Linked DNA regions of Mus musculus: region 2 is linked to region 1. Evidence: chromatin contacts called from public Micro-C data. All regions are on one chromosome and are shown on one strand. Each heading gives the region's core, a stretch centred on a gene start, on an enhancer-like site or on the middle of the called end of the contact. The rest is flanking DNA. Distances are from core to core; before and after follow the strand shown.

Region 1 (2,916 bases), core at 281-2,780:
GTTGACAAAAACATCGCCATGGGGTGTGTACATGCATTTGCTGTGTGCGTGTTTATGTATGTACATGAAGGCCAGAGGTAAATCTTGGGTACCTTCCTCATTCACTTTCTGTTTCAACACCTTATCAAAATCACTATTATTTGCGGTTTGTCTATTATGAAGAACCATTTCTGGAAGTATTTCTTTATCCAGAAAGGTGATCCAAGTCTATCCTCTGATAGTTGCTGAAGGATTTTGGTCTTTTAAGGCCTATTATAATGTGCCATTGGGCTAAACATAGAGGAAACTCTCCCCTGTATCCTGTTGGTCCTCAGAAGAACATCTTTATAAATAGGTACTTCAGGCACCATCAAGGTTAAATGATTACTTTTTTTTTTTTTTGCTTTTTGAGACAGGGTTTCTCTGTGTAGCCCTGGGTGTCCTGGAACTCACTCTGTAGATCAGGCTGGTCTCGAACTCAGAAATTCACCTGCCTCTGCCTCCCAAGTGCTGGGATTAAAGGCGTGCGCCACCACTGCCCGGCTAAATGATTACATTTTAAAATGCAGAATCCTTTTAGTTTTCAGTGAAGATATATACATTCATATATGTGAACTGTATATGCATAATGGATCAGGTTATAGTTATTATAAAGAGTCCCAGCTTAGCTGTGAACTTTTTCTTTTCAGTATATTAACCCTTACTTACACTCACTCAGTCCTAGGTTCTATACAATACAGCTAGGGTACTGTTGAAGTAATAGTTCACATAGTTTAGGGTCATGAAACTGCTTTCTGAAGACGGTAAGTAGCTCTCTGTCCAAGTCTACAGAGCTGCTGCTCAGTCTTCTCTACAGCCAGGTCTCAAACGTCTCTCTTCCTTCTTAGCCTACCAACAAGGATCTTTGTTTACTAAGGCAGTTATTGTTCTTAAAACTCTAGCAACAAAATGCAGTACATTGTTAGGAATAATCTCTATTTGTAAAATTGCAATTTACCCTAAGGTATCTGTAGTTGTATTTATTATCACTTGAGCTATAGCTATTCTTCAAATGCCTTGTTCTTTTATTGGTCCTTATGTGAAACAAGGGAAATTGAAGGGCTAGCAATATTAACAGAGCGACTAAAACCACACATAAACTTTGGAATTGTTTCAGTATACTATTTTTTATCATTCACTGACTCAACTAATCAAATATTAATTTACTGCCTTTTAAAAACATCCTACTGAGAATTGTTAGTACATGGCAAGTTTCTCTCTCAGCTGTTTTCTTTTTATTCTCATCCTGGCAATTTTATCTGCTCTATTTATCACCCTTTCAGTGACAGCCTGTAAGGAATATGACCATTCTGCACATTGCCTGGTGTTTCTTACAGGCTTTCCTTTGAAATGTGGGTAGAAACATCTGTGACCTTAAATTTTTATAATCTGCATGCCCACTAAAACATTAATCTGCACGCCTGCAAAAACATTATGTGGACAAAACCTAGGTTTTGCTGCCAGCATGAATCAGAGCTGGGCCATGGTTGAAGTAGTCTCCTTGTGCCTAATACTACTGGATTCATAAAAAATGCTTCTGTGGATGGTCTTGTGCAAGCAAGGTGTCAGGTTGCACTCTATACTCAAGAAAAAAATCTTTCCCAATGAGTTTATACTTGGCCCTGGCATGGGTTGTAGTCTTACTGATATCTAAGGTATCATCAAGGAATCTTTCCTGTTTTCTTGGTACAAAAATTTGGCTTTTTAAATGACTCCTAATTTCTTTAACAACTGCAGCCTTATTGTCAGCAATTTTAAGTGCCAGACTACATAATTTTCTGGCCAAACTATGTATTTTTTCCCCAATCTTCCTGTTTTGTTCTGTCTTGTTTGCTTTAAAAAAAAAAAAAGGCTAACAATGACTGAACTATTCACTGACCATTCATAGCCTGAGTACTGAATTTCTTCCATCAGATTAATTAATACGTTGCCTTTAAATTCTACTTCTCTCAGTGTCTTAGGCCCAGACAAGATGCTAGTTTTTTTTTTTTGCCACACTATACCATGGAATGTCCTTTAGTCATACAGTCTTCATTCTCATCCAAAATCTCACGAACCTGGGCTTCATTGTCTATATTCCTGTTAGCCTTCTCCTACCTTTAAGTCCTCTTTATATCATGTGTGGTCTATGTAGCTCTTACCATCACAGTTTCCCACAGTTCTCCTTAAATGAATCCTATATGCTTTAGAACCCTGTTGTTAGGCAGTCACAGTATCTATCTCGTGTCTTGACTTCCACTTTTCTATTAGCTTTCGTTGCTGTTATACCCAAATAGTGAAACAACTTATTGTGATTTCATGGTCTTTTGGATGTGTTAGGCAGAACATCATATGGGATCTGTAGTAGAATAAAGCTGCTTTCTTTGTGGAAGCCAAGAAGCAGAAAGACAAGAAGGATCCAGGGCAAGATGCAGCCCTTAGTCTCCTTACTTATTCTACCCTGTTGTCTTAGTCAGGGGTTCTATTCCTGCACAGACATCATGACCAAGAAGCAAGTTGGGGAGGAAAGGGTTTATTCAGCTTACATTTCCAAACTGCTCTTCATCACCAAAGGAAGTCAGGACTGGAACTCAAGCAGGTCAGAAAGCAGGAGCTGTTGCAGAGGCCATGGAAGGATGTTCTTTACTGGCTTGCTCAGCCTGCTCTCTTATAGAACCCAAGACTACCAGCCCAGAGATGGTCCCACCCACAAGGGGCCTTTCCCCCTTGATCACTAATTGAGAAAATGCCCCACAGCTGGATCTCATGGAGGCATTTCCTCAACTGAAGCTCCTTTTTCTGTGATAACTCCAGCCTGTGTCCAAGTTGACATACAAAACCAGCCAGTACACCTGTCATGTTTCCAGTTGCTCCCCAAATAGTATCTCCAACTATGGATCATCTCTTCAACATATGAAC
Region 2 (2,916 bases), core at 312-2,811, 46 kb before region 1:
TGGAACTCACAGAAATCCACCTTCCCCTGCCTCCCAAATGGCAGAATTAAAGGCATTCATCACTACCACCAGGAAAAACATTTTTTATAAATAAGGTCTCTAGTGACAGAGATTGAGATTAAGATCTAACAAGAACCCTGGCCACAGAAAAGGGCACCCCCCCCACCCCCAAGTGGGTAAAAACGTCAAGGACTTTTGAGGTGGGTCAAAGGATAAAGGAAAGGAATTGGCTGCCAAGTCTGGCTCAATCCTTGCGACCCACATAGGATTACCAACTCTCAAACCTTGTCCTCTGATAGACAGACAGACACACAGACAGATGGACACACATATTTTAGGTGTATACAAAATAAAGAAATGTAAAACAAACAAACAAACAAACAAAAACGAAAAACAAGCAAAGAGGAAATGTGAGGGTCCTCCCAACTTACCCTTCCTTCATTTGATCCTAGTTGAGGTCACCTATTCTATAGGAATGTTCTATCATCATCAAGTTTGTATTACCCAGAAAATATTAAGGGTATACCCTCCTCAAGGTCATGGCATGATAATACCAACCCTCATTCTTAAAATGATTGAACGACTTTGATTTAAAAAGCAGTGTTCCTTGCACACAGAAAGCACCTATCCTTTGTTTTATCCATGAAACGTCTTTTGCTTAGGCTTTGTTTTCAAGGGCCTTATGTTTAGGAGAACTGATTGAAAACTGCACTTCAAAGCCTATACCCTCTATTAGCACTTAGTTGGGACAACCTGATGCCAGGAGGTCGAGTTTCCCCACTCTGTGCTATTGCCCCTCTTTTGTGTCCCTAGAGTCCGTCAGTAAGTACATCTTAGAAGAGGGAGGAGGGGCAGAACTGACAGTCAAGGAACCAATCGCTGCCTGGCGATGGGGTGTGGACACAGAGCCACGCCCTCCCCTCCCAACCCGCTAAATCCCGTCTCTCTCGCACCTGTGAGTACCAGTGCTTCTAGGCAGGCGCCCGCGCTCCGAAACCGGGTAGGAGGCGGGAAGGAGGCGGAGCAGAGGGCGTGGCTTCACCTCTCGCGAGACCGCCTCCTGTTGCCGAGGCCGCCGTTCCGGGGCTCTGACTGGTCGGGGGCTGCGCAGCCGCCATGTTCGGTTGCTATGCTGCGGCCTCGGAGACGGGGTGTGCTTGAGAGAGGAGGAGGAGACGGAGGAGGCGGTGGAGGCGAGGGAGGAGGAGGAAGGAGAGGAGGAGGAGAAGGAGGAGGAGGGTGACCGAGGCTCTCCTTTGCACTCTCACACAGAGCCGCCTCCCTGGAGTCACCCGCCGCTTCACGCCGCGCGCGCTTCCCTGCTCCGCGGACGCGACATTGTTCTTTTAAGACTCCCGGGAGCTGTCAGAAATCGGGGCTCCGGGACTTGAAAGAGACTTGACTTCGGCCCGCAGCTTGCGGGGACCGCGGCACTTTCGGGGCGCGTGTGAAGGGATTAGCTCATCTCGCCGCGAGGTGCGAGCGCGCGCCTCCCCGCGCACGCCAGCCCCGCCGCAGCCCCGCAGGATGACGGGGTGCAGGCGGCCCGCGGCCGTGGCGCGGCCGCTGTGGCGGCGGCTGTTCTCGGGACGCTGAGGGCGAGCACCTCGACGCGGACCACGCGCTTCTTTCACCCGGCCGCGAGCCCGGGGCCTCCTGCCTTTTTGTATTTGGATTCCCCCCCCCCCCCCCCTTTCTCCAGCCGGGAGGACGCGGCTGTGATAACGAAGGTAAGAGAGGCGCTTGGGGCGGTCCTTCGCTCGGCCTGTTTGGGCCCCCTTTGCAGGTCGTGGGCGCGCACCTGAAGCTCGCCGAGCCGGGCGGCCAGACTACCCGATCGACTTCCCTTTTCTTAGTGGGTCGGAGCACTCGAATCTTCCTGGGGTTTATAGTTGAAATCTGCTAGGGATGAGTGCACGGGAGAAGGGGTGGAATAGATGCGGAGATGAAATGTTCCTAAACTCAAGGTAAGGCTGGAGAATCTTCAGTATTTCATTTGTGGGATTCTTTTTTCTAATTGTTAATGTTAGGTTAATTGACTCATATAAGCATCTTTATTTTTTTTCCGCACGCGGTAGGAACACACGCTATCTTCCATTGAACTTGAAAGTCTCTTGTGACTTGCTAGTATTATACTTGCTTTTAGGAATCAGTAGTTGGGCCCAAAAAGTTGAGATGTAGAACATCTGAACTTAGATTTTTCATGCTGCTTTGGAATCGTCCCTACCTTCATGATGTTTAGATTCAGCGTGAGTATGTAGTCAAGAACAGATCGGTGTTTGTGGGGTTTTGTAAAATGTTAAGCACAGTCATTTGTGGCTTTCTGGCTTTACATTTTTGTTTCGGTGTCAATGTTTGTTTTATAGTTACTTACAGGAAAAATGGAGCGTATGATTATCCTTTGTGGACAGGAACTGTGCTTACCAAAGCGTAGACACCTCAATTGTCCCAGGACGATTTCTGGAAATCAGTTCAATCAGAGATTCAAGAAAAGCTAGATGTGTGTGTGTGTGTGTGTGTGTGTGTGTGTGTGTGTGTGTGTGTGTAGGTAGTTAAATGCATGTATGGATGCATTTGCTGGGGTTTCTAAAGTAATGGAACAATTTACAGTTTCAATGATAATCCATATCGATGTTTCCCTGAAACTTATGTCAGAGACTTTATGTTTGGCTTTGCATCACAGAGTGACATCAGTGTGGACAAGGACTACGTAGGGGGTTTTAAAAACTGCCTGTTCCAGGAGGACTAGTCATACCTAACTTTTGGAATAAGCAATTCAAGAAATACTGAGTGTGTGACCAGATCTTGGGTCCAGATGAAATAACACAGTTATTTGGTCACATTTAAAAGATGGCTGTGGAGGAAAAACAAGAAAAGCTAATGTATCTGACTTGTAAAGTCAGACTAGAAGACTGG

Evidence for each region. A called contact is a pair of places that touch in the nucleus more often than the background predicts.
Region 2: a contact with region 1 is called in a Micro-C map of muscle stem cells, with 5 times the contacts expected there. The contact joins the promoter of Ptpn4 here to the enhancer-like site in region 1. A contact is called at or near these places in 1 of 39 promoter capture datasets (macrophages), 3 of 484 Hi-C or Micro-C datasets (erythroid progenitors, muscle stem cells and stem cell-derived germline stem cell-like cells), 5 of 115 datasets of contacts at active chromatin or transcription factors (CD8 T cells, the SCID.adh cell line, cardiomyocytes and 1 more) and 2 of 9 other capture datasets (adipose tissue and pancreatic islet).

The regions. Positions count from the first base shown.
Region 1 is chr1:119,789,450-119,792,365 of GRCm38.p6, reverse strand. The region is part of intron 2 of Ptpn4 (protein tyrosine phosphatase, non-receptor type 4); the gene reads left to right. Among named protein-coding and RNA genes, the nearest start is that of Ptpn4, 46 kb to the left of the region's middle. Within about 2 kb of position 1,530, at least 10 of the 459 cell types and tissues checked have an H3K27ac peak or open chromatin away from gene starts, as enhancers often do. A contact at or near this core is called in muscle stem cells, where this site is marked.
Region 2 is chr1:119,835,716-119,838,631 of GRCm38.p6, reverse strand. It overlaps Ptpn4 (protein tyrosine phosphatase, non-receptor type 4), which reads left to right and starts at 1,561. Exons shown (of 27, transcript NM_019933.2): 1 at 1,561-1,730.